7 separate regions of the Mus musculus genome follow, and regions 1, 2, 3, 5, 6 and 7 are each linked to region 4. Evidence: chromatin contacts called from public Hi-C, HiChIP or PLAC-seq, Micro-C and promoter capture Hi-C data. All regions are on one chromosome and are shown on one strand. Each heading gives the region's core, a stretch centred on a gene start, on an enhancer-like site or on the middle of the called end of the contact. The rest is flanking DNA. Distances are from core to core; before and after follow the strand shown.

What was found. Promoter capture Hi-C pulls out the DNA fragments that hold promoters and counts their contacts. A called contact is a pair of places that touch in the nucleus more often than the background predicts. HiChIP or PLAC-seq counts read pairs in DNA pulled down with a chosen protein or histone mark.
Region 1: a contact with region 4 is called in a promoter capture Hi-C map of pre-B cells, with 2.9 times the contacts expected there. The contact joins the promoter of Lamtor3 here to the promoter of Ppp3ca in region 4. A contact is called at or near these places in 2 of 39 promoter capture datasets (frontonasal cranial neural crest and pre-B cells), 4 of 115 datasets of contacts at active chromatin or transcription factors (astrocytes, fibro-adipogenic progenitors, pancreatic cancer cells and 1 more) and 1 of 9 other capture datasets (adipose tissue).
Region 2: a Hi-C map of B cells shows a contact between it and region 4, with 9 read pairs. The contact joins the enhancer-like site here to the promoter of Ppp3ca in region 4. A contact is called at or near these places in 2 of 39 promoter capture datasets (liver and pre-B cells), 1 of 484 Hi-C or Micro-C datasets (B cells) and 1 of 115 datasets of contacts at active chromatin or transcription factors (stem cell-derived neural progenitor cells).
Region 3: a contact with region 4 is called in a promoter capture Hi-C map of neutrophils, with 5 times the contacts expected there. The contact joins the promoter of Manba here to the promoter of Ppp3ca in region 4. A contact is called at or near these places in 2 of 39 promoter capture datasets (the C10 cell line and neutrophils), 1 of 484 Hi-C or Micro-C datasets (cardiomyocytes) and 1 of 115 datasets of contacts at active chromatin or transcription factors (pancreatic cancer cells).
Region 5: a contact with region 4 is called in an H3K27ac HiChIP or PLAC-seq map of stem cell-derived neural progenitor cells, with 7 times the contacts expected there. The contact joins the enhancer-like site here to the promoter of Ppp3ca in region 4. A contact is called at or near these places in 4 of 39 promoter capture datasets (the 3T3-L1 cell line, cranial neural crest, hippocampal neurons and 1 more), 3 of 484 Hi-C or Micro-C datasets (the MC3T3-E1 cell line, nephron progenitors and uterus) and 11 of 115 datasets of contacts at active chromatin or transcription factors (craniofacial prominence, embryonic basal ganglia, embryonic forebrain and 7 more).
Region 6: a contact with region 4 is called in a Micro-C map of embryonic stem cells, with 6 times the contacts expected there. The contact joins the promoter of Cisd2 here to the promoter of Ppp3ca in region 4. A contact is called at or near these places in 8 of 39 promoter capture datasets (the C10 cell line, HPC-7-derived erythroid cells, cranial neural crest and 5 more), 7 of 484 Hi-C or Micro-C datasets (CD8 T cells, embryonic stem cells, natural killer cells and 3 more), 7 of 115 datasets of contacts at active chromatin or transcription factors (astrocytes, bone marrow-derived dendritic cells, embryonic stem cells and 4 more) and 2 of 9 other capture datasets (adipose tissue and liver).
Region 7: a promoter capture Hi-C map of liver shows a contact between it and region 4, with 2.4 times the contacts expected there. The contact joins the enhancer-like site here to the promoter of Ppp3ca in region 4. A contact is called at or near these places in 3 of 39 promoter capture datasets (embryonic stem cells and liver), 1 of 484 Hi-C or Micro-C datasets (CD4 T cells) and 1 of 9 other capture datasets (pancreatic islet).

What each region holds. Positions count from the first base shown.
Region 1 is chr3:137,916,395-137,920,662 of GRCm38.p6, reverse strand. Lamtor3 (late endosomal/lysosomal adaptor, MAPK and MTOR activator 3) reads right to left here and starts at 2,108. Exons shown (of 7, transcript NM_019920.2): 1 at 2,000-2,108; 2 at 1,745-1,790; 3 at 708-742. The coding sequence starts at 1,753. It also overlaps a transcript of Dnajb14 not described here.
Region 2 is chr3:135,626,880-135,630,844 of GRCm38.p6, reverse strand. The region is part of intron 6 of Nfkb1 (nuclear factor of kappa light polypeptide gene enhancer in B cells 1, p105); the gene reads left to right. Among named protein-coding and RNA genes, the nearest start is that of Gm46827, 20 kb to the right of the region's middle. Within about 2 kb of position 2,649, at least 132 of the 459 cell types and tissues checked have an H3K27ac peak or open chromatin away from gene starts, as enhancers often do. A contact at or near this core is called in B cells, where this site is marked.
Region 3 is chr3:135,482,573-135,486,887 of GRCm38.p6, reverse strand. It overlaps Manba (mannosidase, beta A, lysosomal), which reads right to left and starts at 1,277. Exons shown (of 17, transcript NM_027288.3): 1 at 1,031-1,277. The coding sequence starts at 1,207. It overlaps Gm30992 (a long non-coding RNA gene), which reads left to right and starts at 1,287. Exons shown (of 3, transcript XR_376111.4): 1 at 1,287-1,778; 2 at 2,892-2,926.
Region 4 is chr3:136,667,170-136,671,390 of GRCm38.p6, reverse strand. Ppp3ca (protein phosphatase 3, catalytic subunit, alpha isoform) reads right to left here and starts at 1,325. Exons shown (of 14, transcript NM_008913.5): 1 at 490-1,325. The coding sequence starts at 547.
Region 5 is chr3:137,734,621-137,738,892 of GRCm38.p6, reverse strand. No RefSeq gene overlaps it. Among named protein-coding and RNA genes, the nearest start is that of Gm25080, 21 kb to the right of the region's middle. Within about 2 kb of position 1,257, at least 24 of the 459 cell types and tissues checked have an H3K27ac peak or open chromatin away from gene starts, as enhancers often do. A contact at or near this core is called in embryonic basal ganglia, hippocampal neurons, neural progenitor cells and 1 more, where this site is marked.
Region 6 is chr3:135,421,958-135,425,930 of GRCm38.p6, reverse strand. It overlaps Cisd2 (CDGSH iron sulfur domain 2), which reads left to right and starts at 2,498. Exons shown (of 3, transcript NM_025902.3): 1 at 2,498-2,672. The coding sequence starts at 2,570.
Region 7 is chr3:135,502,786-135,507,157 of GRCm38.p6, reverse strand. It overlaps Manba (mannosidase, beta A, lysosomal), which reads right to left. Exons shown (of 17, transcript NM_027288.3): 2 at 155-249. Among named protein-coding and RNA genes, the nearest start is that of Manba, 19 kb to the right of the region's middle. Within about 2 kb of position 1,432, at least 43 of the 459 cell types and tissues checked have an H3K27ac peak or open chromatin away from gene starts, as enhancers often do. A contact at or near this core is called in embryonic stem cells and liver, where this site is marked.

The DNA.
Region 1 (4,268 bases), core at 859-3,358, 1.2 Mb before region 4:
TGAAAACACAAGACATTTTCCCCTCACTCCTGTCTTATCCCTAATGATTACAAAATCTGAGTCATTTGTAGAAAGATGTGAATGTAGACAAAAGAAATGCTTGTCAACAAAGACATCTTCTTTTCAATTAAACTAAAAGTGAGTTCCAATGAGTTCAAGTGGAGTCCTCTGGATCAGTAAAATATGTTATAAGAAATCTGCTAACCTTAACACCTGTTAACTCTTTGTAAGAATGGCACACAAAGTGCAGTGTGGAAGTGAATTTGTTTTTCAACTATTGTCTTAGCCTAGTAATTTTGGATTACGTTGACCTAGCAATTAGGTCCCAATAGTAACATTAAAAATAATGGCAAGTTTTAACCTTCTTTTCTTAAATTTACTTAAGAACTTTAAAAGATAAGCTAATAAACAACTACGGTAGTGTGTTTTTAAAAAAAAAAAAAATTGAAAGTGGCAGGAAATCTAAGTTCTAGTCCCCAGCATCTCTCCCCGTAGAACCACACAGAAGTCATCCAACAGCTCGGCTTCGAGCTATCTGGAAACTCAAGCCATCTCTTAGGATACCTGGGGTTAGTTTTATATTTAAATGTGGTAAATAATTACCATGAAATTTATAAAAATACTAATTTTAAAAGGAGAAACAAAATACTTTGTAAGATTAACACGTTGCACAGAATTTATTCAGCAACAAATCAATAATTTCTTACCTTGGCAACTTTTTGTACAGGAATCGCTTTAGATCCTGAAAGAGAATAATTTTTAAAAGACCATTATTACCTTGTGCTGTTCTAGCCCTGTCCCTATCCCTAAAGGACATGAACTCACCACTTGTCACTGGCATTTCATCTCTGACGTGTATAACTTGGGAGAAGTTAGTTAACCTTTTTCTAGGCCTCAGTTTCATTATATGCTTCGTTACATGTCTACAGGGATAATCACAGACCCTACAACCTAAGAACGCTGTCAAAGGTTAGTAAGGGCTATGTCAGTGTACTTGGAATTGGGACACACAAATACAGATTTGCTGTAAAATGAGGTCACGTGCTTCCTAATATTTTACATCCGGATGCTACCGTATTCACTTGAGAATCCTCTATAAATCTCTTCCCATGTCCGGGCATCCAGATTGCCCATGAATTTTTTTTTTTAAATGATCCTAATTCCGATAAACTATTCTAACATTCAGCTTCTTGGCAAAGATACTGACAATTATGACCTCCACTCTAAATGTGTGCTGTTTTGAACCTCTATCTCCCAAACTGAATGAGTGTCCTTTCCCACGTTACCACCACAAACTTACTTTTGCTCTCGTCTTAAACAGACACATAGAAACGGAACATAGCTTGTTAAGGGGGCACGCGTTAGCCATCCTTTTAGACTCCCAACACTGCCTACTGAGACACCAAGAGCATTATTTACTGGGAGAGGATTCAGAGCACTGTCCTATGAACAGGTACTGACTGGAAGGGCGGCCAGTCATCCTTCAGAATTTCCAGTGCCACCCACACAGAGTTCTTGTATGCTCCAATAGGATTAGGAGGTGGAAGAATATATAGTTCTCTGAGGCTAAAGCACCTTAGTGGCCCATCACAACCGGTCCTGACAGAAGCTCAGGCCCCTGCAAGTCCTTACTACAAATCCAGGAAGAGAGGCGAGGCTGAAACACATTTCTACCTTTCTCCTCTCAGAAGCCGTATGCAAACCTCCCACCTCCCCTTTTTCTTGGGAAGGGGTGTCAACTTACATCCGCCATGATGAACCCCTTTTCCTCGCAGAATCGATCTCCACTCCTGGAAGGAAAACTTCCGTGACTTCCCCCGCACCCGAGGCTTAGTCACCCTCTCCAGACCCAGACAGCATCACGAGATCCACCCTCTCCAGGGCCAAGCGAGAGCCCTGGATCTCCGTCAAGGGAGTGGGGAGGTTCCCGGGGACCCTGCCCGGTGGCCAGCCCACCTCTCCCCACCCACTCTGTCCCCGAGCTGAGAGGAGCGGCGACCTCTGCAGACGCACGCGCGCTCCAGCCTGGGAAGACCTGCCCCGGTGTTCCCGCAGTTCAGTCGCCTCTCTGAAGCCGCCTGTCAAGTCGCTGTCACATTACTCGTGACCTCCGCGGGATCCAGGAAGCACTTGCTGCACCCTCCAGTACCGGGACTCGGAACTTCCGGGGAGACCCGGGCGGAAATTGCGCGCGCGGCCGCCCCGCCCCCTGGAGGCTTTTTTTTTTTTTCCTGCGCCTGCGCGCTGCGCCACGAGCAGCTGGGTTGGCATCTGCGGTCCTTGCACCTTAATTTCCATCCAACTCACCTACAACGGAAGATGATCCTGTGCGGAGTATGTGTACACCTTTCCCAGACCCATTATGTAAATCTTTATGAATGAAGACGTTTGAGGAGAACAAACTGAGCAGCCTACTTATTAGAAGTCCCAGGTCCTTGGATAACCTAATTTACAAGCCAGTTTCCTAACGGTGCTGCTACCACATGTTCTCTTGGGTTTTTACCTAGAAGTGCAGGAGCCATGGGCCTATGGGCTCGTTTGCTAAGTCCGTTTTGAACACGCATGCACTGGGCTGCCTGCTTTGGCTCTTGGGCCTGCATTTGTTGTATCTTCTTAAAATAAAATAAAAACTGCCTATATTTTTTGTTGGTGTTTGTACATTCAAGAAAGCCCACTGTAAGGGCAAGGCAAGAAAGCTTAGCAAAAGGGAGGCTTCTCCATTTGCTTTGGCCCGGTGTTTCTCATTACTGACGCGTTGATAACTCTTTTGTGGTAGAGGGCAGCCATGTAATCCGCTTAGGAGACTCTGGTAGAAACCCTGAGGACAAACGAAAATCACCTGGGATCTAAATACTCCCCAGTGGCTGCCTGAGCTGGGGGGAGTGGGGGGAGGGCGGGGAGGGGGAATGGAAGCTGATGGCTTTTGCTGCAGATGTTAACAGTCGTGTACCGTTAAAGAAAACGGTAAGCTCTCTAGGAGCACCTACTTTGGAATTCTTTTACTAAATCGCCACTCAAGTTTCTTTTCATTTCCACAAAGTTTTAATACTTTTATTCTTTGAGAATTTCATACAATGCATTTTGATCATATTTACCCCTGACTCTTCTGCTCTAACTCCCCTTAGGTTCACCCCCATGTCTGTACCCTTCAAACTGTGTCCTCCCCCCCCGCCCCCATAACCTATCAAGTCCAGTTTGGGCTGATCATCTCCGGGGCCTGTGGGACTAGCCAATGGAGCATGGCCAACCTACCAGAGATCACCCTTAAAGAACACTGACACCTCTCTCAGAAGCCATCAATTGCCCATAGCACTTCAGTGTAGGTAGGCTCACCAACCATCCCCACTGCATGCTAGAATGTTGGCTGGCTTGATCTCCGGCAGGCCCGCTCAGCTGTGTGAGCCAGCGTGTTTGTGATAGCATTGGTTGGCCCACTGTGCATGAAGTTGTTCTTTAGTGTCTCAGCCCCCCTTTTGTTCATCCTTTGGGTTTTAGTTTAAGTTTAGTTTCTCAGTGAAATCTTCCTTGACCTTTCCAGAATAGTAGAGGTACTCGAGATAAATGTTAATATATAGATAAATGTTAATAAATAAATATTAATAGATAAATGTTAAAGATAGATAGGCGTTAATAGATAAATGGGTAATTTGTGATCTTCTTACATTTACCAAAATTAAAACATTCATTTCCTGGACAATAATGTTTTCTTCATTAAATTTACACTTAGAGCATTGTCTTAATCCATGAATAATTCCCAGCTCCTAGCTCATTACCTGTGACACAGCAGGGATTCATACATTTATTGAATGAATGGATGAGTGAATGAATAAAAGAATGAGCATATCAAGAGGATCCTATGCTGGGCATGGTGGGGCAGGCCTTTCTTTAATTCCAGCACTTGGGAGGCAGAGGCAGGCAGATCTCAGTAAGCTGGAGGCTAGCCTGGTCTACATAGTGAGTCCAGGATAGTGAGATCTATATAGTGAGACTCTGTCTCAAAAGAAGAAGAAGGAAGAAGGAAGAAGAAAGGAGGAGGAGGAGGAGGTAGAGAAGGAGAGGGAAAAAAAGAAAAAAGGATAAAATATAATGAAGACAAGCCTTTTATGGTGAGAACACCCCCTCTTTTTATTCATATGTTGAGATAAATTACAGAGACTGAAAGACAAAAATTTGTAAATCATTCATTAGAACATTCGTTAGAAATCAAAAGCAGCTTTAAGAATTCTCATATGAAACCTTATATAAGTCTGATATAACATTACATTTTT
Region 2 (3,965 bases), core at 1,400-3,899, 1.0 Mb after region 4:
TTGCTCCTTGCTTACTCAGCTCAACTCTGCCTTCAAATCTCAGTCCGCATGAGTTAAACACACGGAAGCTTTCTCTCACTTCCCAACCGTGCCAGACACTGTTATTAGACATTCTGTTTGATGAGTTCTCCAGTTAGGTTTTACCTGTATTGTTGAAGTTATCCAGTTAGCGTCAGTCCCACTGTTTAATTCCGTGAGAGAAAGAAATTGGGCTTGTTCTGAACGAGGTGTAGCCCCCACTCTCTGACCTTCTACAGTGTGGGGCTCTTAGAAAGGGGCGTAACAAACTAAACTGGTAAACTTTAGTACTCAGTGAAATAATGGGCTAGATAAGAAACAATTTTCTGAGATTGTTGATATCATCAGGAACCAAGTGTTGTCTTAACTCCTTTAATCTTAAAACAGTCCGGTGATACTTCGTCATTAATTTGATTTTTGAAGGTGGAGAAGCTGACACACGTCACTCCACGACAGCTGGGGGATTTGAGCCTGGCTTTGAGAGATCTTAACCTAACCATGACCTGCTGTGGTAAAGAGCAAGGTTGGGTTCACAAGCAGAGCCAGGCCCTGTTAGAACCCTGAGGATGTTCGAAAGAAAAATCAGCAGAAAAGAATGATTTTAGGTATGATGTCTTACATTTATGCTGCTTCTGCTTTCTGTCAGAGTACGTTAGCCGAATTCACCCAGAGAGCAGCCTGGCTTTTGAAACTGTGATGCTGAGGAAGTTCTAGGCCACTCATCTCTTGTTACCCCTTTGAAGAAACAGCAAATGCTTTTCCACAGTAGGTCAGGGCTATCTGAGGTTAAAAAAAAAAAAAAAAAAAAAAAGTACGTGGCTGACTAAGAGGGCTATACCTGAGCCCATGACTTGTAGTTCTTATTCTAAAAGGAGCTCTGACCCATGGACCCAGAATTCTAGAAGAGTTTTCCTTCATCAGGGAAGGCCAAGGAAGTCTGATTGTCCCCAAGAAGGGCAGCTGACACTAGAATAACATAGTATTTTGTAGAAAAATAAAACATAGCAAAAGAAAGAAAATAAATGTATTTGTAGAAAACTAACAAAACACTGCAATGTAGGAAAAAAGAAAAACCTTCCCCTTGGAATTGATGTGGGCCAAGTATCTTCCAGCCACTTGCTTCAAATGGACCTATTAGACATCCTCTAAGTGAGGGAGCATCTGACAGTCTGAGATAGCCCCTGAGGGTTGTCCTCTCCTCTGCTGAGTACTGTTGTGAAGTGTTTGTGTACTTGAATGTATATATTCCTCATTAACAGCCCCTTGAACATTACTGAACAGGTGAAGAGACCAAGCAAGGTCACACAGACTGGAACTGCCTCTCTCCCCCAGCCAGCCTAGCCTGTCTCTGAAGTCCACACTCTTCCCATTCCGAGCAGCTGACTATGCAGGATGGCTCCTTTGGCTTCTTACCTGTGCTTGAGTGCTTACAATTAAGAGTCTCTGTTCAGATTCTACTCTCAGAAAGACCTTCCTAGTAGACAGTTGCCCTCTATAAACTTTATCTTCAAGAGACGTAATACTTCCATTCCCTTCCCAGAATAAGTTTCTACATTGGTGTTGAATACCTCTTGGCCACTATGGCATGATAAATGATGGTTCCAAGAAATCGTTGTCAAGGTTTGCCTGTGCCGCACAGCTGTCCCCACAAGTAAGGCTTTCTTTCTCTCAGATGGCATCTTGGAAAGTACAGAAAGCCCAGGGCCCTCCCTGTTTTCATTCTGTGGTCTGTGTAAAAACCAAATGCTACCATCCCGACTACACTCTTTCAGATGGATCAAACAGCACATTGGTCACTGGCAGATCTTTCAGGTCCCTCACCTCAGAGTCCTCCCAGTTCCTCATTCTTGCCGCCCTTCAACCATGAAGTTAGTCGTAAGAAAAACAGTAAGTGCTTCTTGAATGCACCTCCCACCTCTTTCCATCAGCGCCAGTGACTAACTAGCCTGTCAGCGCAGCTTCAGAAGGCTCGGATTCCAAACTCTCAGGCCTTCTCCCATGAGGCCTTTCTGCTTAAGTGGAAAGCCTGCCTGATTTCACCCAAGTGAAGCGCTTCCTTGAGCCTTCCTGTGCTGTGTTCCTGTGCACACTGTCAGTTAAAAGTGGGATCACGTGACTCGCTGCCTCTGCCGATCATTAGCAGACCGATGTGATCAGCCATCTAGAGCTGGAATCAGCCATCCAGGGACTTTGTAGGAAGAGCATCATCAGCCTTGGAGCAAAACCAGAACTTGGTATTCATTGTCCTACACTTAAATGGGGAAGTATTTGGCCTGTGAAGAAAGACGACTTGCTAAATTCACTTCATTTTAATGTCAGAGAGAGTTTTAAGTTCTGTGCCTAAGAAAGCAACTCATGCTTTGGGACAGTCAAGGTTAAAGTTAGTACAAAACCTTTCTCTGAATTAGGTCACTCTGTAACTATGGGAAGGCAGTCCTGCTGATGGCCTCGCCGCTCTGGAAGAAGTATGCCCTGGTCTGTTTTATGTTGTGTTGGTTGACAAGCAAATTACACAGGATTAAAGTTTGCTTGGGCTGGGGTTTGAAGCCTGGGAGGGTTCAGGTTGTTGGTCAGCCATATCTGACAGGAACTTTGCAGCCCAGGACAAGACAGGAAATTACATAACAAGAGAGGCCATCTTGGCTGAAGTATCTCTTCCTCTTTGTATAGCTCACAGCTCCGTAGATGAGGGCTGGCTCTTATGGTGTATTCGATTTTACCTCCTAAAGATCAACTTCCAGACACCATCACTGGATTACATTTCTAGGCTCAAAACGTCTCATGAGTTTCGGGGTGGGTTCAGAAGCAACTCATTATAATGTTGTATCAGGGCTCAGGCAGGCAGGCCTCCTTGGGGAGTCTAGAGAGCTGGCTCGCTGGCCAGAAGGGAGACCGTTGTTCAGGGCAATGGTATCTTTTCTCCATACTCTCTGGGGAGTTACGCGAGCAGTGATCAGCTTCCCGGCTCTGACCATCAAAGGTTACACTGGAGAAAATCCATATTGAGAGCAAACTCTGTAGAGCCCTGCCTCCGTGGAGTCTGGACCCCGCTGATAGTAATGATATTATAAGTGAGCAGGCTGAGGAAGGCTGTGTGTCTTTACAGGAAGCTCCTTTAGCAGATGCAGGCTCTTCACGTTCACGTTGACATTTATCCAGAGAGGCGACGTACCTCATGCATTTCTAACAATAGGCGGGATTTATGGCAGGTTCTCACTTAATCGAATTCAGAGGGGAATAATGCCTCCGAGCTACTCATGGTGTGAGTCTCATGGTGTGGTTCTCATGTTGGGCCGTCTTGACGAAAAGTTCTACGCTGTAGAGGTCGGGATGGTCAACTAGACAAGAAAGACTTGGTCATCTCCTCTCTCCTGTCCTGTCCATTGCTGTTCTTACCACGTTAAAAATACACAAGTGAAATGATCGCCTCACATGGAAAACTTAACTTTGTAAAACAAGAGCTAAACCACCAAATGTGAAACCTACAAATTTTCAGTCAGAAAGTTTGCTTTTTTTATTTAAGAAACTCACAGACATCTGAACATATACAGTATAATGTCAGAACCCATGCCTGGGGAAACTACTCAAGACTAGTGGGTGTCCTGTTAGGTGATGTGGACCAAGCCATGGGCTTATGTCATTAAAAACAGCCTCCAGAGCCAAGCCCCTGAACAAGACTACCTTTCTGGTAATCACATGACAAGGAGTTAGGACTCAGTCTTTGTTTGTCTCTCTTACTTCATCAGTCACCCATTCCCTTCTCGTGCATGGTTTGCCCAGTTTTCATCACTGAAAATCGTGACAAGGTTTCAGAGAAGAAACAGTGTTGGTTAGTAAGGACCCTTGTGACAGTCCTACCTAATGAGGCATACTCTGTTTTCAGTGACTTGTTTCCTGGACATATAAACAACCCCCACTACCATTTTGATTTATTTCCATCCTGTCAT
Region 3 (4,315 bases), core at 28-2,527, 1.2 Mb after region 4:
CACATGGGAGGAGGAGGCAGGAGGATCAGGAGTTCAGGTGGTCCTCAGTTACATTGGGAATTCAAGGTCAGCCTGAACTACATGGGATCCTGTCTCAAAAGCCAGAAAAAAAAAAGAAGGTAAGGATAATGAAGACAATAAAAATTGGTAACAAAACAACAACATAAGACAAATGAGAATGAAAACAAGATATGGCATGTTTTTACTCATGTTGACTCTAGATGTAAATATATGTATTCATAAGTGTACGTATATAGGACACCATAATGGAAAGAAACTCCTTGAACGAGGGAGGGATCACGTGGTGGCAAGACCCAGTAAAAAGTGAATATGGGCAGAGAACATGGTGCACTCACATGAAACTATCATAAAGAAACCTACCACACTGTTGGATGACAGACTCTCATTTAAAAAAAAAATGTCAGCACGGTATTCAGGCTTTAGGATTGGGGTGTAGTTCGGTGGTGGTACAATGTGTGCTTAGTATACTCATGGTTCTGGGTCTCTCTCTCTCTCTCTCTCTCTCTCTCTCTCACACACACACACACACACACACACACACACCACACACACACTTGCACACACTCCCCTCCCAAATATTTAGGCTCCTCATTAGCATCAACAACCAAACTTTACTAGTGCTCTCCCCAATCCCTTGTGTTTATTTCAAACCTGACGCACGAGGCTTCAAAGCAGAAAAAGAAAACCCGGACATCCTAGGGTCGGCGAACTTTGATTAACTAAAAGCTACAAGCATCCAGATGATTGCAACAGTAACCCTGTCCGGAGGGAGAAAGGTAAGTCCTCTTAGGAAATGCTTGAGCAGAGAATCACCACAATAAGTAGACAGCAGACATACCGTTTGTTTCATATACACAACTTCCGCCTTCCAAGGTCACTGAAGACCCAGCGAGGGAGGGTCAGTGTCCACAACTGGCCTGAACTCCCAGGCCATTCCCCCAACTGCCCACAGCTGCACCTACTGACCTGGACCCGCATGGGGGGTGTGGGGGGTGACTGTGCGTCCTACCTGGATCAGCCCGTGCTGGTGCAGGGCGCTGTGCACATAGCCGGGGACAGTCGCCGGTAGCTCCAGGGAGCCATTCCCGTTGCTCACCCGCCAGCTCCCGCTCAGGCTGTAGCTAGGACCTGCCACCACGCAGCCGGCCCGAAATAGCGCCAATATCAAGAGCAGGTGAAGATGCATGCTGACCGCTCGCAAGCAGGAACCCGGCAGTGTCGCCCAAGCCTTGCCAAGGCCTGGACGCTGTGTCCCCGCCCCGAGCACGGACCCGCCCCCAGGTCAGCTGAGCGCTTCCCGCAGCCCTGCAGGGAGGAACTGAAGCCGGGACCCGCCACGCGGGTACAAGCACCGCCCAGGGCCAGGGTCTCTGCGACCTGTGAGCTGGGCTTCTCGCTCCAGCTCGATCCTGTAAGTGGGGCGCTCATCCGAATGATGAAAAGCGACAGAAAAGTCTGGAAAGCAGAGTCTGACCATTTGGGAGACGACAGGTGCGCGTCCACAATAGTACGCAGGCTCTGCCCGGGGACAGCTCCTACCACGCCTGACCAGCAGATTGTACATGGTCCCCCGGCCCCAGGATTTGTCAGGCTGAACGCTCCCTCAATACGCGACCTGCTGGGACTAAACAGTGCTAACTATAAACTCGTAGGGTTGCTTCAACTGTTGACTGAGAGGCGCCATGTGCTCCCTGTTAGTGGTGGCTACATCATGGAGCTGCTTCTGAGGTTCCTATGAAACTGCGTTAGTGTTACAGGTGAGTCTGAAATTCCCTCCTTCACTGTTGAGTTGTGGGACTGAACAAGCAACAGAATTCCCATTCCCTGAATTTAAAAGAATGCAGATGCCAAGCGTGCTGGCGCACGCCTCTAATCCCAGCACTTGGGAGGCAGAGGCAGGCGTATTTTTGAGTTCGAGGCCAGCCTCCTCGAACAAAGTGAGTTCCAGGATAGCCAGGGCTACACAGAGAAACCCTGTCAAAAAAAAAAAAAAAAAAAAAAAGAATGCAGACGCTTAGCCGGGCCGTGGTGGCATACGCCTTTAAGCCCAGCACTTGGGAGGCAGAGGCAGGCGGATTTCTGAGTTCGAGGCCAGCCTGGTCTACAAAGTGAGTTTCAGGACAGCCAGGTCTACACAGAGAAACCCTGTCTCGAAAAAAACAAAACAAAACAATGCAGACACTAATTTCAGAGACGGAGACGCAGGCTGGGTTCTTCATCTTCTTTTAAATAAACAAAACACCCCACATTTTACTTACTAATTTCATGGAGGAGTTGAATGGGGGTTCCTGCCACAGCGAGCGTGTGGAAGTCAGCAGACAGCTTGTGAGGAGTCCCAGGGCTAGAACTTAGGGTGTCAGGCTTAGAGACATTCCCCCTTAACGGCTGCTCTATCTCATTGGCCCCTGGGTTCTTCTCATGAAGCAAAACTCGGAATATATATATATATATATATCTACTACAGCTTAAGCAAGGACATTGAGAGACGCTTCAGAAAGGACAGCAGTACCCAGAGGACAAAGTTCAGCTGTCTCAAGGCAGAAGAGCAAGCATAAGGAAGTTGAAGTTGGTGTTTTCTGTGCGTTTGAAGTTACACTGTTTAAAAGACAGGTGAAGGGAGGTGCAGGTAGTGGCTCACAACCTGTAAGCCTGAAGTCTAACGACACTGTGACTGGCTATAACCTGGAATCAAGGCACTTAGGAGACAGAGGGAGGAGGATCAGGAGTTCAAGACTGTCGTTGTCTACATAGGGACCTTGAAGCCAGCTTGTTTCAAAAATGTAACAATGGTTGGACGGGAGAGGTGACTCAGTGGTTAAGAGCACTTGTTTTTTGTTTGTTTGTTTGTTTGTTTGTTGTCTTTTGTTTAGTCGGCAGATCTGCAACTTCATTCGGCATTCAGCAGGTTAGTTCTCATCCACACCGACCTTCTATAGATTTCTGAATGTGGTACCAGGTAGGTAAGTTAACAGTTTGTAGAATTTGTTTGGTGAGTCCCCATCCTCATTATGTTTTCTGGACAAACGTACATGAATATATGATGGAGCATTGAGCCCGGCATCAGTGTAAACATCTGGAGTTCCCATTTCCTTCATGGCAAATGTCCCAAGGGGCACGCTCCTTGAAGCCTACTTCGGTGTGTGTGCTTGAGAATGCTAATGGCGCATTCTCTGGTCATCACTTCTTTTATGGCAGAATGGCTCTTCTGCTCGCCGCTTTTCTTTGTGGGAACCATTTTGCCAGGCCAAGTTCAAGAACACTCATTCTTGCAGAGGACTTGCATTCAATTTCCAGCACCCACTTTGTGACTCACAGACACCTGTAACTCTCGTCCCAGTAAATCCAAGGTCCTCTACAGACCTCTGATGGCATGAGACATGCATGTCCTGTACATACATATAGACATAAATACATACCGTTGAGATATAAATTCACATTAAATAATAAATAATTTTTCATTAAAGTAATAATAGCAAGTAAGATTAAGTCTGTAGGTGTAGGTGGGGAATGCTCCAATAGAATTGCTCATGGAGATTAGGAACACAGAAGAGCCTGGTGCCTCATTCCAAGCCAGAAGCTGCAAATGTGGAAATTCTTAAACCCATTATTATGCACTCACTGATAAGTGGATATTAGTCCAGAAACTTAGAATTCTCAAGATGCAATTTGCCAAACACAAGAAAATCAAAAAGAAGGAAGACCAACATGTGGATACTTCATTCCTCCTTAGAATAGGGAAAAAAAATACCCATGGAAGGAGTTACAGAGACAAAGTTTGGATCTGAGACAAAAGAATGGACCATCCAGAGACTGCCCCACCTGGGGATCCATCCTATAATCAGGCACCAAACCCAGACATTATGGCATATGCCAGCATGATTTTGCGGAAAGGACCCTGATATAGCTGTCTCTCGTGAGGCTAGGCCAGTGCCTGGTAAATACAAAAGTGGATGTTCATAGTCATCTATTGGATGGAACACAGGGCCCCCAATGGAGGTGCTAGAGAAAATATCCAAGGAGCTGAACGGGTCTGCAACCCTATAGGTGGAACAACAATATGAACTAACCAGTACCCCAGAGCTCGTGTCTCTAGCTGCATATGTACCAGAAGATGGCCTAGTCGGCCATCATTGGGAAGAGAGGCCCCTTAGTCTTGCAAACTTTATATGCCCCAGTACAGGGGAACGCCAGGGCCAAGAAGTAGGATTGGGTGGGTAAGGGAGCAGGATGGGGGGAGGGTATAGGGGACTTTCGGGATAGCATTTAAAATGTAAATGAAGAAAATATTTAATAA
Region 4 (4,221 bases), core at 76-2,575:
GGCGAGCCAGTCCGCGGCAAGCCATGGCCACATTAAAATGCCCTATTAATTTTTTAAAAGCCATAAATCACCTCCCCTCCCTCTACAAAGAGCAAACCATAAACCCGATCCCATGCAAGCCCGCGAGCAGCCACCCACTTCCTATTTCTGTCACAGCAGCTACACCCTGCCAGCAGTCACCCCCCCCCCCGGGCGCCCCCTCCCGCCACCGCCACCCCCGCCACCGCCTCCCAGCCACTCAGCCATTTGCCAACTGCTGCCCCCCGTCCACGAAAACAAACAAATAAATACATAAATAAAAATAAATGCCCCGATTAGGGCCGGGTGGGCGGTGTGGGGGCAGGGCGCGGCGAAGGAAGGGATCGCCTCTTGCAGGAGATCCTAGAAGGTCCCCGGCGCTAGCCGGAGAGGGACGACCGGGGCGGGGGAGGGGAGGACAGTCGCCTGCGGCACTCGGTGCACCCCGGGCCGACGCGGCGCTGCGCTTACCTTTCACCACCCTGTCGGTCGTCGACAACTTGGGATCAATCGCCTTGGGCTCGGACATCTCCAGCCACCGGGAGGGGGGGACAGCGACGCGCTGCTCGTCCCGTCCGACTGCACACCCCGACCGCACCGGCGGGCCAGACACTCAGCGCCGCCGCCGCCGCGCTGCAAACCGCTCGGCTGGAGCTCTGGGCTCTGGGCTGGCTCGAAAGTTACTGCCGGCTCCGCGCGTCCCTCCTCCGCCGCCGCCGCCTTCACTCCTCCTCCGCCGCCGCCAGCCCCGCCGCCTCGCTCCGGGCTGCGCGTGTGTGCTGGTTATTTATTTATTTTCTGAGCACGCCTCCCGGTTCTTCTTTTATTCTTGGGGACGGGGCGGGGGATGGGGAGGAGAAGCACACGCGAGCACCCACCCCGGCACCGACACCGGGCGCCGCGCAATGGAGCCCCCACGCGCGCACACGGTCGGGATTAAGACCGATCACATGGGGAGGGCCGGGGGCGAGGGAGGAGAGGCAGGGCCGCGGATGTCAGCGCCGCCAGCCGCGCCTCGGCTTCCCGGTGCTGGAGAGGCGGCTGCCGCTGCGGCCGCCGCTGCTTCCCCACGCCGATTGTCGCCGGGCGCCGCCGGGGCCGCGGCAGCCGTAGACGTCCCGCCGCCGCGCTCGTCCGCGATCCTCCTCTGCCTCGCGGCGCCGCTGCTTCTCCACGCACAGGCAACAGCCGCTGAGCTCGGTGGACACAGTCCGGGGCACAACCTCGCCTCCGCCGCCGCGCCGGCCGCCGCCACCACCGCGCCCGCCTCCGCCTCCTCCCCTTCCTCCTCACCGCCCCCGCCTCCAGCGCCCTGGCCACCTCCTCCTCGGGGTCCGCCTTAGGGCCCGCCCCACGTTGCACCTCGCAAGCTCATTGGCTGGAGAGCGCGTCCCTCATCGCTAAGGCGGTGGTCTGGGTGACCGCCCCGCCCCCTGCTCTGTTTTCTTCAGGGTGCCAGTCAGTCCCGTGGGCCTGCTGCCTCCACCGCCCTGTGACCGCTCAAGTGTCACTGGAGTGGGCAGGGAGGAGGGAGGCTGGACTGGGAGTAGGGGCCGGGAGGAGCTGGGCTGCTGCGTGCCCCCGCGCCTGCCCACTCCCGAAGTCCTGCACACACTCCCGGGTGGGTCTCGGCCGCTCCGAGTGTGTGAGTGGCCCGCAGTAGTGAGTTCGGAGACCGAGGAAGGAGGAGCGCCGGACGCTCCCGGCCGCGGCGCAGCTGCTGTCGCTGCCGCAGCTGTCCAGGGAGGATCGCCAAGGAAGGCGACGAGTAAACAGCTTACCTTGGGGAGGCAGCTCTGCCTGAGCTAGGTGGACGGGGATTACTGATGGTGGGGTGGTTAGGACGCGTGCACAACTTCACGGGAAGAAACGAAAGTGTGTTTGGGGCGCTGCGGGACGCGGTGGCTGGCTGGCTAGCTATCCAAGGTGGATGGGAACAGACTGGAGCCTATGCGACCCTGGCTGTGCTCAGTGACCCTGGATGCCCTAGGAGATAAGAGGAGTCAGAAAGACTCGGGAGAGGTCGCCTTTTCCCTGTTCACAGGAGCTAGCAGTCACTGGTGGCGATAGGTGACACTAAATTTCTTCCTGTTCCTTCCAGTCAGTCACTCAGTGATCAAGATGCATGTAGGGCCTTGGCTTGTTGCAGTTTCTCACAAGTCCCTCATAAGAAGGAAAATAAGGGACCGTGTATGAAATGCTCTTCAAAATATCTTCTGCCTCCTGAGTTCCAGGACAGCTAGAGCTATACCGAGAAACCCTGCCTCGAAAAAACAAACAAACAAACAAACAAAATATCTTCTGGGCACAGCCCTCCCCCTGGCCTACCACAACCCCAAGGACCAGCAAGGAAATTATGAAGAGAGCTGAATAAATTTCTCACCCTTGTCCTTCCTGTTTTATTTTCAAATTCCTTCAGTATCAGGGTTTTCGTATTTCCTGAATTGGACTGTAAGCTTAATAAAGGGCCTACAAAAAGGTGTGGGAAGCTGCTGGAGGCACACTCCATTAGTCCCAGCATCTGGGAGGCAGAGGCAGGAGGAGCTCTGTAAGTTCCAGGCCAGTCTGGTCTACAGACTGAGTCCCAGGACAGCCAGGACTGTCTTGGGAGGGGGCGGGGGGGGGAGTTTAGGAAGCTAGGAGATGGAGCCAGGAGAACTGATCTGGCCACAGGGATTAGATGAAACTCAAGTCCAAAAAAATACAAATTTAATAGCAAATTGGTGGCTCTGGGGCATGACAACTAGGTAGCCTCAAGGATTTTAGGACAGAGGATGTGAGAAGGCTAGCCTGCCAGTCAAAAGGAGAGATGGAGTGGATGGTCACATCCCATCCGCAAAGGGAGGCTGCCCTCGTGGCCAGATTTCTGCTGCTAAATTTGCCACCTCTAGGGTCCTTGCTTTCAATAAGATCTATATAGCCCAGTGGAATTTTCAGGGAACATGAAATTATCTACAAGAGGACTCTGTAATCTCCTCAGTTAGGGGTTGTTGCAAACAGCCTCCTGGGCTAGAGCAGAGCTAGTTGCCAAGGCAGATTTGGGAAGCTGGTCCCTGGCCAGATGGCTGGAAGAGAGGGAAGGACGCCAAGACCTGTGGGTGAGCAGGGCCTGCTTCAGGAAAGACCAGGAAACCTTATCTGGGGATCCTCACTTTGAAAGCCAAGACTCCCTCACCCCCACGCTGCTCACAGATGCAACTGTTATTTAGAGTAGCTCTCCCCTGGGCATAGGAAAGGCATCCTTGAGCTAGGATCAGGGGCTGAAATTATCAAACACATTGAAAAGTTTGATAATAGAAATAGGAACTAAAGGTAGACCTTTCAGAAACACCCTTCAGTCCATCCCAAGTCCACATAAGGTGTGTGTGGGGGGGGGGAGGGGGTGACAAATAGTAATCACTTTGCACAGCACATCTTTCTATCATCAAATACTTTTAGTGTGTGTGTGTGTGTGTGCGCGCGTGTGTTTCCCTAAGCACTGTAATGTAGATGCATATTAAGTAAAGTTGGATTCTTAAGTACTATACAGGACAATGCCAACCAAGGAATAGCTAGGTCCAGACACCCGGCCTAGTCAACCAGATAGCCAGTCATCCCTTCCAATGGCCAGCTCTCTGCTATAGCTGTCCCTTTCCTTTTCTCCTTAAATCCTGTTAGAGTTCCCAAACAGCTCTTGACTATATTCAAACTGACAAAGATTAGCTTACATTTGGAACTCACATTTTCACTGTGACAGGTTCAGTTTTCAGGAGCTGACTTTGGAAATGTCCTTTGCTTATGAAGAGAAAGTAAAGATTTTTTAAAAAGTCATAAAAGACAACATTTCATACACTACAAAAAATAATACACTTTTCCTTCCTTTGTTTAATTATCTCTAGGAAGCAGCTTTCCTGTTTGGAATTCCCTTTCACAGCCCAACCATAATGAGTCCATGCGATTAGTTCTTGGTATTGATAATCTGGGCCAAGCTGTCTGTGACATGCCAGCAGAGTGATGGAGCAATGATACGCACCCTTCCATCTGTAAGCTTCTTCAGCTGAATACAGAGCTTTCTAAGACCCTGCTATAGACAGAGTATCAAATAGCGACAAGTCTTATTATGACAACATCAAGAACTGTTGATCACCTCCTTAGAAAGACTGCATGAGGCTTTAAATAAAAAAAAAATAGTCATTTCTGTGTTAGTCGCTAAGATTTATCGAT
Region 5 (4,272 bases), core at 8-2,507, 1.1 Mb before region 4:
CTTCACTCTTTAGAATGTGTTTCCTTTTCTTTTTTAAAAGTACAGTGTCAGGGATCAACTTCCTAAAGCTTTGTGGGCAATAGGCAGTCTCCATATTGATGACTTTAGGCCCTGCCCCTTAGAAGTCGTCTTCTCTTTGACTTGAGGGATGGCTCATGGAGGTCAATAGGCAGTCTCCATACTAATGACTTTAGGCCCTGCCCCTTAGAAGTCGTCTTCTCTTTGACTTGAGGGATGGCTCATGGATAAGAATGTGTCTGTTCTTGTAGAGGACTAGAGCTTGCTCCCCACCTCCATGCTGGGCAGCTCATAGCAATCTTTAACTGTAATTTCAGGGGAGTCAATGCTCTCTGATGGTCTCTTTGGGTGGAAACTCATGGGAGCAGACCAACACATGCATATGCATGCACACACACACACACACACACACACACTCTTAAAAATTAAAGGGTCTGGGAGATGATTCAGCAGTTAAGAGCAAGTCCTGCTTTGCAGAGACCTGGGTTCGACTACCAGCACCTACACCCGGAGGCTCACAACCACCTGTAACTCAGCTCCAGAGACATGTGTGATGTGTGTGGGGCTTCTGTGGGCCATGTGCACATGACCCCCACATAGACACACATGTACACATACATACATGTAATTTTAAATGATAAAAATAAAATACAAAAGAAAAGAAACAAAGTTGGGGTTTTCTCTCAGTTTGGTGTATGGAGAGTCTATGTGGATGTCATATGATATACTGATTTAACATGTGCTGAAAGAGTGGAACCTAGGGCCCTGTGGTTTTGGATAAGCTCTCTGGGCCCTTTTAAAAAGTGAGGTTTAAGAACCACTTATTTGACTTTTTGAGGAAAGGACCTATTCATTCATTGTTGTTTACCGAGGGAGGGACTGATTATCATTGAGGATTCATTCGGAAAGAAAAACAACACATGACTCTTTGAACCAGTTTGTAGTTGCTAAACATATTCTGACCATCTCTGGACCACTGGAGAACTCAGAAAGTGATGCGAAGTTTAAGATGAGTGTATGGGAAGGAGTTGAAAGGGCTAAGAGTCAACTTCTATGCATCATGTACTGAGCCTGTGAATTAATAAATGCTCTCGAGAAGCCAAATTTCCACATTAAATAAATAGGACAATAAAATGCATCCAGGTAGCTCCCAGTTCGCTGTGCACCAGGAACCCTTCTATAAATCACACGTGGGAAGTCTTTCACGGAATGCCTGGCACAGGGTAACTGCCTACAGGGTGAGTGGCATCCATTGTGATGCTAATGATCAATTCCTCCGGAAGGAGGAGTGCTCCCCGAGGCCTGCCAGGACTGTGATTATTCTCATTATGGATTTAACAGAGCAGGTTGCTTAGACAATTGTGCTTTGTCTGACAATTAGATAGGTGGTTTCCCCGGAAGATCAGTAGGAGGCGTTGGCGGTGAAAAGGGTCCAGAGACAGGAGGAGAGGTATGGCTTCCAGCTTCTCGATTGGCTTCCTCTGTCCTCCCATGCCAAGGACAGCACAGGTGTCTCAGGCACTGGCTGAAGAGGGGTGGGAGATTCCTGAAGGCGCTCTCCACTGCTCCTTGACCACAGTGAAAATAGAACCGGAATTTCACAAGTGAAAAGAAATAAATTTCAAGCCCATGCTTTTAAAGTTTTTTTTTTTTTTTTTTTTGTGGCTAGTTTAGAAAATTTTTATCACCGTTCCACTGACAAATCACATTTTGAAGCACTTCAAAGGGCTTTAAAGTAAATAACCAGTGCTCACGGGAACACGTGTGCCTGCCACAAGCTAGCAAATCCGCCGGTCTGCAGGGAAGAGCCCAGGCCTCATGGCCTTCGTGTTTTTGAAGTAGGCTACATGTTTTGAGGCTAGCATTTATAATGTTTGGAACATAAAACACTGAAGGACTGAATTGACAGAGGACAATTAAAATAATTATAGCAGACATTTTCCAAAATTAGTGAGGACAAATGGTCATCTGAAAGGGGCAAACATTTTTGCAAATTCCTGTAAATCATGCAACATATCTGTCCAAGAAACATATATGGGTTCACTGGTACAGCAGATAAATAGCACAGGAGTCATGTGGCCACCCAGTGTGTTAGGGAAATCAGCCTTATAGAAACTGAAGTTTCTGCTTATATTCTATAACAAATGATCATGTGCTATAGGCCAAGTCTTAACTGGAGAAATACTAGTTATCTTGTTTGGGAAAGATCTTTGCTAAGCAGGTCAGTGACCCCCCTACCCCCCCTTACAGGTATGACCTAGCTTAAGGAGATGAGCTAGCCAATCAGATTATCACTTTTGTAAATTATATGAGGGAAGTCTGCATCCTGTCTTGGGTTCTTAGCATCATTAGTAAAATAATTTAAGGACAGACTCAAATGGAAGCTCAATGGCATTGTTTTATTAGAGTTTAAAGGAAATGGAGGGGGGAGAGAAGAGAAGGAAATCGTAGGGTAAAAGTCGTCTGAAGAGAGAAACAGGAAGAGGGGGGTTGCTTAATGAGGACGGGGATAGATACAGAAGTAAAATGGCAGTAAGGATGTCTGAGAGAGTCCTAAGGAACCAGACTTGTAACCATTCACCTAAAAATGCCCACAGTACATGCACATGTATATTATAATTAAATAAAAATCTCTCATTTGGGCTGACAAAGTTCCTCCAAAGAGCCATAGACTATCAAACAAAAACCTCAACAGCAGACATGAGAAACCCCCTTCATGAGTTGTTGATTAGGCTTATCCATGGGACTCTCAAGATGTTAGAGGCTATTGCTACTGTGATTGCCCTTGGTTGCCGTCCAAAGACGGGAGGTAAGTCTCTCTTGCTGAGAGCACCATGCACTTAGGACACAGGGCCCAGAGGCCACTGAATTAGGACTGATCTGAATGCCCCTTCTTTGAGGCCAAGCTCTCATGGCAGAAGAAGGGACCAGGCAAGATTCCAAAGGAGGAAAGCAACCAATAGGATGCTTAGGAACCACAACAGCAACCAGCATGGTACAGTAACCCTATTGGCACAGTAGTGGCACCAATACCTTGGTGGTAACAAACAGCTTTATTTGGACGTAAGTCCCATTCAACAAGAGGTAAGCCATGCCTGGTACTAGTACTATCCAAGGCTAGTGAAGTCATAGATTTTGGAAAGAACCTACAACCACCCCTTTAAACCAGTGTAACCCCTAGCTACATTCTAAATATTTGTCCTTATATCCAATGATAAGTATTATCTTTACCCCTTATCAAGGAAACTTCTCTTTGCAATAGACAGAGACCATTACAGAAAACTACAACCAATCAAAATGCAGAGTTATGGAAGCCAGTCCCAATGGGTATATCTACAAACAACTCCTACACTCAAGGCTTGGGCGATATCAGGGATGGAGTGGTGGAAAGGTTCTAAGACCTAGAGGAACAGGAAGTTATCTATGAGACTGTGTTACCTAGAAATGTCATGGCTGTCTAACCAGGACCTAAATGAGAATGACACTAACAGATATGCTAATATGGAATAAGGAAAGATCCTGACACCTCAACTCTTTACAAAAAGCTACAAGTAACTAAGGAATGCCGACAGTGGAAGAAACAGTCTTCCCCAGGGAAGAGCACACTAGTTGGTTATCCAATACCAAATGGTCAGTCTTGAAAATGTATGTGTATACAGTAACATTAGACAGACTAAGCAGCTTGTATTTTATATTTAGAAACACACACACACACACACACACACACACACGCCAACAACAACAATTAAAGAAAAAGTTCTTAAATTTGAAAGAGAACAAGGTGGAGGTACAAGGAAAGAAAAGGGGGAAATGTAATTATATTGTAGTCTCAACAAGTAAAATATTATTAACGAAGGAAAGTTCCTAGAGCCAGCTGTGACTCTGAACAGCTGTCTGAAGGAGACGGGAGAAGTAAAGACGTGCTGTGTAACCCAGCATGGAGGACAGACACAGAGAACACAAGCAGCCACACAGTGGGGAGGGAGGCCTTAAAGAAAGAGTAAGAAAACCCAAGATGTTGGGGAAGCCCAGAGTGTTAGAGAAAGCGCTTAGAAAACGAGAGTAGGAGAAAGGAAAAAGTTATATTTTCATGAATAATTCAGAAGTGTGCAGACTTGCAAGCAAGCACATCTGTGCCCTATGAGAGGCTGAATTTAAAGGGCAGGGATCTTGGGATAAAATGTACAGTTTATCATTAAAGGGGAAATTATTGTGCTTATCTCTTCAGCATGGCTTAAGGCAAGGACTTCTTAG
Region 6 (3,973 bases), core at 1,249-3,748, 1.2 Mb after region 4:
TTTCTGGTCTTCATAACTACCAGGCATGCATGTGGTACACAGACATACATGCAGGCAAAACACAGACACACTAAAAGAAGAAATTTAAAGAGAAAAGAAGTGAAACAGGATATAAATTCTGATGGGACTATAAGACTATCCTTTAACATAGCTCGTGCCATTCAACAGAAACAGCTAATATATGATCCATACTTTTCTAAATTTCAAGGAAAAAAAGTTTTAGGCATATAAGCTTCCATCAAAAATATCAATCCAGTATCTACAAATACTGCTGAGAGGAAGCTAATCTCTCTCTCTCTCTCTCTCACACACACACACACACACACACACACCTGTAATTCTTTTTATATGGAATTCAAAAACATTCAAAGGAAAACAACAATTGCAGTGGTGGTATTGCCAACTGTGGCTCTAAAGAATACTGAGTCTCTCTGGGTATTAGACATACCCTATGTGGTGACAAGGGTGTCTGAGTGTGCTGAATTGTTGAGTCTCTCTGGGTATTAGACATACCCTATATGGTGACACTGGTGTCTGAGTACACTGAATTGTAATCTGGCACTTGAATATTTGTGTTTCTAAGACAGGTTTCTACCTTTTATCCCAAATGAAAAACTGTAGAGGTCTTAAGAATGTCATTCAACATAGCCTATTTTGTCCTTGTCATGATGAATTAAAAGAAATATCCAATGTCCTTTCGCAGACATTCTTCAGTGTACCCTATGTTCAACTTACCTCCTACTTCAACCATTTCCACAAGGACGGTATACCTGATTAGCAGAGGTAATACAGTTCAGAGGGCAAGAATGCTTAAATTTCACTCCTTTTAAGACAAACAACTTTGGGACCTTTTTTCCTTCAGACAAAAACAAACAAAACAAAACAAATAAACAAAAAACCTAACCTCCCAAAAGGAATGGAAATATGGAAATCCTAATGGAAACAGTAATCTTTTAAATCACCACTTTTTGGTGTATCATTTGCTATGCCATAGCTCATAGACATGTTCTATATCCAAAAACCTTCAATTATCCAATTGTACTTGGTCAATCTGATCAGGTTAAAAATGATAGTAATTTTAAAAAAACTTTTCATCACCTGCTACTTTTCTTTTTAGTGTTTTAGTGAAAAAAATGATCAGAGTTAAATTTAAACAGTTCAAAGAACAGTTTACTTTTCTTTTTTTTTTTTTAGATTTTTTTTTTAAATTAGGTATTTTCCTCGTTTACATTTTCAATGCTATCCCAAAGGTCCCCCATACCCACCCCCCCCCAACAGTTTACTTTTCAAACTTAAAATACCAACAAAAAAATAAAGCTGATTACAGCTCGATGTTACGTGGGCATACCAAATGCTGAATGTTACAGAACACTGATGTCAAGTTTCCAGGATACTTTTACCAGGTACTTGCTCTGGCCTTCCCTTAGCTCTAGTACTTGTGGTCTGTTTAAAGAATTTAAACGAGACACAGGATAGTGAAGACAAGAGTTTATTAAATGATAAAGTAGGGTACTCACAAAGGGGAGAAGAGACCAAAGGGAACACTATAGAGGTGAACAATTTCATGAGGTGACAGTGGATAACAGCTAAACTATGGTGTTGTGACATGTTTTTTAAGTAGGCTTTGTACTATTTAAGTCTCTTGAATAGACAATTTTCCGATTTCCTTGATAGGCCCATTTGGATGAACTCATAAAGGAGGGAGAACAGTGGTTACACCTTTATTCTTCCCAGAAAGCTCTCCTTTTCAGCACCAGATAGCAAACTTAAGATCTTTGGCTCAGTTTAGAATGTCATGTTTTCACCAAGGCCAGAGATTTTTTTTTTTTTTTGACCAGTAATCAGAGTTGCAGTTTCAGTTCCGAGGATTGTAAGCTGCAGACTGAACTTGGGGTCGGTCCATCCTCAGTGACCTTCAAGCCTGCTCATCTGACTAGCTTGCTATTCAACAGTAGGCTCCTGGGTCAAAAGCCCTTAACTCCACAGCGAATGCATTACCCTGGCTATTCTAACCTCAGCCAAGATAGGTAAGTAAAACCACTCCAATACCTTTACATTTTACAAGACGTAAGCCCCGTGTCACAGAAACTCCACAAGACAAGCGTGGTTATCCCAGCATTTGGAAGATGAAGATACTCATAGTTATCAGCCTCCTGAATGTCAGTTCAGGCTGGGTTACATGACTGTCTAAAAAAGGGGGTGGGGGGCAAACACATTTCCCCCCTTTAAAAAGAAAAGCCTTTGACTGCTTGGGCAGAACTGACTAAAGTTGCGGAGGAAAAAACAATCAGTGGGTAACTTTGGGTTTCTTTCAAAACCCGGCCACCCGCTTCCGCAGACGTCAAGGGTCGAAAGCGGACGCCCACCCCCGCAGCCGAGCCGAGGACAGGCCGGGCTCCGTACGCTGGGCGCTGCGTTGCGCTCGGCTCCGCTCCGCAGCGCGCACGTCACTCGCCGCGCGCCAATCGCGGCCCGGCGGGCCACCTCCCGCCCGAGCCCGCGAGCCCGCCGGCCGCTTCCGCTCTCACGCAAGCGCAGCAGCCGGGCAGCGGACGCCGCCGGCGGCAGGATGGTCCTGGACAGCGTGGCCCGCATCGTGAAGGTGCAGCTGCCCGCCTACCTCAAGCAGCTCCCGGTCCCCGACAGCATCACCGGGTTCGCCCGCCTCACAGGTAACCCTCCCGCCGCCGTCCCATCCTCGCGCGCCGCCCCCGTGGGGGCAGCGGTGGAGAGCGCGGCGCGGCGCGGGGCGGGCCGGGGCGGGGCGTCAGGCCTTGGCACGTGACCCGCGGCCGGCGTGCGCCTGCGCGGCGCGAGGCGGCCCCGGGAAGGGTTCCTTTCCCGGGCGACCGACCCAACGGGTTAATGCCGGGGAGTAGGTGCTGAGGTAGGAGCGACGCGGCTCGTTCCTGAACTCACTGTCGCATGCATCTTGTAAAGCACTTTCCAAGTCCTCGCTGTGTGAGGCGCCCAGCGCGTGGGGAAGAAGTACTGCCTCCACGCCATGCCCGTGTATGATGCCTGTATTAACGAAATCACCAGTGACCTCCCTTCCCGACAGCACTTGGAGGCTTGAAGTCACCTATCATGGAGGCATTTGAGGTCACCTCCATAACTACAGTTCCTGGAGCAAGTTGAGGTGCAGAAAAAGTAGCCGGATGTATTCCTAGGCTCTATGATTTTGGAGCATTGAATCTATTGTGAATTAAGGTTCTGCCTGTATGAAAAGGTTCCCGCAGCTCAGTAATAAATATCTTGACTATATGCAGAATGCAGTCAGTACTTGATAGATTGTGTTGGGTTTGGAGCATGATGGTGTAGGTTAAATTTTTCTAAACCGTGTCCGCAGACTGTATGAGATGGTGACAAAATCAGCAGTGCCTGAGGTCCCTAATATCAGCGAATGCAAACATGAATTTAGATAACTCGGAGGTGAGTAGTCTAGAGACATTTGACTTGAAATACAATAATTGGGAGACTTGGAAGAAAAAGTAATTCCGTGTACCAGAAGATGGAGTTCATACCAAATTGTTGAGGAGTATTTGGAGATGGGTGTCAGCCCCATTCCAAGGAAATTATTTTGTTTGCAGTTTGGCTTTTCCTGAGTGAGTTCCTCAAACAGATGTGCATTTGATACTCGCCCCTCCCAGGGATAAAAAGTAAAAACAAAAGAGACTCATGTGTTTATATGGATACACCTATACCATACAGACTTTAACAGAGAGATTTTTTTTTTAATTGTCACTGACAACTGCTCTGTTAACAAGTAGGTTTTAAGCTTTTAACGTGTTTAAACATTAGATCCAGTAGAGTGTATGAAAGAGATTAGAAAGCACTGTAGCTGACGAATCCACACCAAGGAAACATGCAGACACTTGAAGTAACATAAAAGTAACAAGAACAAAAAATTCCAAATCTTCTGTTCTCTATAAATATCAAAATTTCTTGGTCCTGTGCCCTTATTTTTAAAAAC
Region 7 (4,372 bases), core at 183-2,682, 1.2 Mb after region 4:
CTTAACCACTGAGCCATCTTGCCAGCCCTATAATATACTATATAGTACATAGTATCTATGGGCATAGTATATATACTATAGTATATATGGACATAGTATATATAGTATATATGGATGTAGTATATTAGTATAGTATATATAAAAATATACATACCTGAGATTAAAGGGGATTTTAAATTCCGTGCTGTAGGTCCAGTTATCTAAGGAAATCCATCTATAGTTCAGGTCATTAAATCTGTAGTAAGGATCCTGTTGGTACAAGATAAACATGGTAGCCAAATATGCTAAAAATAAACAATTGAAATAGGTAACAAACAATGACTATTGATCACCTAAAAATTAATGAACTCTTGGCCTAGGAAAGTCAGACGATTAACACTGAGAATGTGGGCTGTGGATCAGAGGCTGCAGATACGGCCCAGTGGTGGGATATGCAAGGCCCCGAGAACAGTGCCCAGTGCTGTAAAACGACGAGGATGTGGGAGAAAATTCCCAACAGTATGCGTGAAATGAAAGAGCTCTGCGGTACAAATAATACTCATTATCAGAGAACGTGTCCGGAGATAGATACCGGCTCCCTTTGTATTGATTGTTTTTTATTATATATTTGTTTATATGTGTGAGAGTGCTCAGGCATGCACCACCGTGGGTCTCCCTTCTCCCCAGGGCCATCGGCCATCGGCCCACGTGGACGAAGTGGGCAGAGTGGTTGAACAGGGTATTGGATGGCCTGTGAGTACAAAAGAAAATGAAGTCATTCCAGGATCAGTTTTAGGGAGACAGACCAACGTTTTTAGGGGTGAATCAATGGTTAGATAGTTTAGGGGAAAGGAGTAGGAAAATCCAGGATGGACAAAGGTCATTGGCTGAAGGCTAAACTGAGCCGCCTCATTAGCCTAGAGAGGCATCCCAGGAATCTCAGGTGCTTGCCGATCCAGTTCTTATCAGGAGAAAGGAAGCTGAACCTGTAATCTAACCAAAGACATTCCACAGATAGAGGGGAGATGGGGGACCGGGGTGGGGGTTGAACTCTCCGGAGAAGGTCAGAGAAGGAGAAGCCCTGCTGGTAAAGAGAGTCCACCATTTTGTGAGAGCTCAGAAGGCTATCTGGACAATGGTAGACTTTGACCTTAATTAGCAGGGCAACACTCCACAGCACCTATGTGGGTGGTCAGAGGACTCGGTGGGAGAATCAGTTCTGCGTTTCCGTTGTGTGGCGTCCGAGAACTGAACTCAGCCATCAGGCCTGGCAGCAAGCGCCTTCACCCACTGAACGGTCTCCAAGAGACTCTGGCTGCCTCTTTTAAGCCAAACATAGAACCTCCAAAGTCCTGGCAGTAAATAAAATCTGACCGCCCTGGGACACGTTTCCTTTCTCTCCCAGGGCCCAGTTCTTGCTCTTTGCTTCCACTACCCCGGATAGCCTCCAGGGGGCAGCACATCTCCTGCCCTCTACTGCCCAAAGTTCAGCAGAAACTCCCATTCCTTGGAGACCTTAAGCATTTCCAACCTACTTTTCACTACGCTTTCTAAGTGAGCGCTGCTGGGGGCTGAGTAGAGACCACACAGGCAGTAAGTACACTCACTGCCACACTCATAGGATCCAGCTTTCCTGGATTATCCATGTTAGCAAACTGCAGCCCGTGGGCTTGATTCTGTGTGGCAGCCAGTCAAGGGCCAAGCGCTGACAGACTTACTAGGAGTTGTGGATATGGACCAACAGGCAAAGCACTGTTGCAAAGGTCTAAAGATCTCAGTTTGATTCCCCAGCAACATCGTAAAAGCTGAATGGAACAATGCCTGGAAAGTAGCCCAACAGCTAAGAGCACTTGGTTTTTTTTTTTTTTTTCGGGGGACCAGGATATGATTCCCAGCATTCAACTGGTGGCTCACAATCATCTGTAATTCCATTTCCAAGGGATCCAAGGTCCTCTTCCAGCCTCCCTGGGCACTGGGCACACACTAAACACTAATGCAAATAAAATAAAAAAATTAAATCTATCCGTTTTTTTAAAGGACAAGGAGCCAAGCTTTGTAGCCCTCCTGGGCTGTTGACATAGCCGATAGCAAAGTCACAGTGACCCCGACTATAATACAAAGAGGAATGATTTATATAAATCTATTATCCAAGCCAATCAGTTGCTGTAGCACCAATTTTTTCCCTTTGAGACCTATTCCACTGGTGCTAGAGAGAAGACTCAACAGTTAATAGTTTTTGTTTGTTTGTTTTATTTTGTTTTTTGAGACAGGGTTTCTCTGTGTAGCCCTGGCTGTCCTGGAACTCACTCTGTAGACCAGGCTGGCCTTGAACTCGGTTAATAGTTCTTAGTACTCTTGCAGAGGACCCAAGTTTGGTTCCCAGTAGCCACATCAGGCAGCTCACAACCACCTGTATCTCCAGCCCTCTTCTAGCCTCTGTAGGTTCCTGGAGATGGGTGGTACACATAAACTCACACAAACTTAGTCATAGCTAGGAAGAAGGGATCACAAATGAGGAAATGCCTCTATCGGAGAGGCCGTTAGGAAGGTCTGTGGGGTACTGTCTTGATTAATGATTGATGTGGGAGCACTGAGCCCACTGTGGGCGGTGCTATCCCTAGACAGGTGGTCCTGCTTATATGAGAAAGTAGGCTGGGAGAGACACGAGGAGCAAACCAGTTAAGTGGCATTCCTCCTTCTACACTTCTGCTTCAGTTCCAGTAGACTGTGACTCAGGATGTGTGTGCTGACGACTTTATGTCAACTTGACACAAGCTAGAGTCATCTGAAAGGAGGGAACTTCAGCCAGGTGTGGTGCTGTACACCTTTAATCAGAGTACTTGGGAGGCAGATGCCAGTGCACCTCTGAGTTTGAGGCTAGCCTGGTCTACATGAGTCCCAGGGCATCCAGAGATACTAGGTAAGACTGTCTCAAAAAATAAAACAGGGCTGGTGAGATGGCTCAGTGGGTAAGAGCACCCGACTGCTCTTCCGAAGGTCCGGAGTTCAAATCCCAGCAACCACATGGTGGCTCACAACCATCTGTAACAAGATCTGACGCCCTCTTCTGGAGTGTCTGAAGACAGCTACAGTGTACTTACATAAAATAAATAAATAAATCTTAAAAAAAATAAATAAAATAAAATAAAATAAAACAATCCGGGCAGTGGTGGCGCACGCCTTTAATCCCAGCACTTGGGAGGCAGAGGCAGGCAGATTTCTGAGTTTGAGACCAGCCTGGTCTACAGAGTGCGTTCCAGAACAGCCATGACTACAGAGAGAAACCCTGTCTCAAAAAACCAAAAATAAACAAACAAATAAATAAATAAAAATAAAACAAACAAGAAGGAAGGAGTCACAATGGAGAAGACAGCTCTATAAGACTAGGTTGTAAGGCATTTTCTTATTATTTCTTAGTGGTTAGTGGGAGAAGGCCTAACCCATTGTGGGTGGAAATGGGTCAGAGCTGTTGGTCCTGGGTTCTATGATAAAGCAGGCTGAGCAAGGCACGTTGAGCAAGTCAGTCAGCAGCACTTCTCCAAGGCCTCTGATTCAGCTCCGGCTCCAGGTTCCTGCCCCGTTTGAGTCCCGGACCTGACTTCCTTGGATGGTAAGCTGTAATACTGAAGCATAGTCAAAAAATAAACCCTTCCCTCCCCAAGTTGCTTTGGTCATGGTGTTTCATCACAGCAACAGAACCCCTAAGATAGAGCTGGATGTCATCTCCTGGAGGGCAGTAACTCCAGGAGTAGAAGAAAAAGCCAGTGTTGTCCATGATCCTCTGCAATGAGAGTGGAATGGCCGTGTTTGACTGGTAGTGACCATCTGGGCAGCTGTCCAGGCTTCCCACCCATGAAGCAGCATCATAATGACTCCAGGGGAGTACACTGCCATCAAGGTTTCAACCTGCCACACATCGTTCCTAACTAGGGTAGCTTGATAAGCCACCTCGGGAGAGAGTAAGGTGAGCTTTAAAGCTACGAAACAGATTTGTATTTTAAGTTGTGCTTCGGGGTGAGACGCTGTCAACTGGTGTGTGGAAGTCCCAACTACCTTGCTTCCCTTTCTGCTGCTCTGAGCCGCCCCGGTGAAGAAACACAGAATAAATATTTAAGAACTCAGGCTGGAAGAGAAGCCCAGTTATTAACTTGCCCAAATGTCTTCACTCAGCCCTATTTATAACTCCGCACTGTGGACTTAAACCAAGATGGTTAAAAATATCATGAAAGAAAAAGACTAGCAAGCTTCGAGGGCAGCTCAGCCAAGGACGTCAACACACTGCACCCCAGGGCTAGCGGGGGCAGCAGGGCTTGGGTCTCCTTCCTGTGTCTGTGTTCCTTGCAGGAAGCTACGAGGGAAGCCCAAGAAGGCAATCATGCTAGATGTGTTTTCT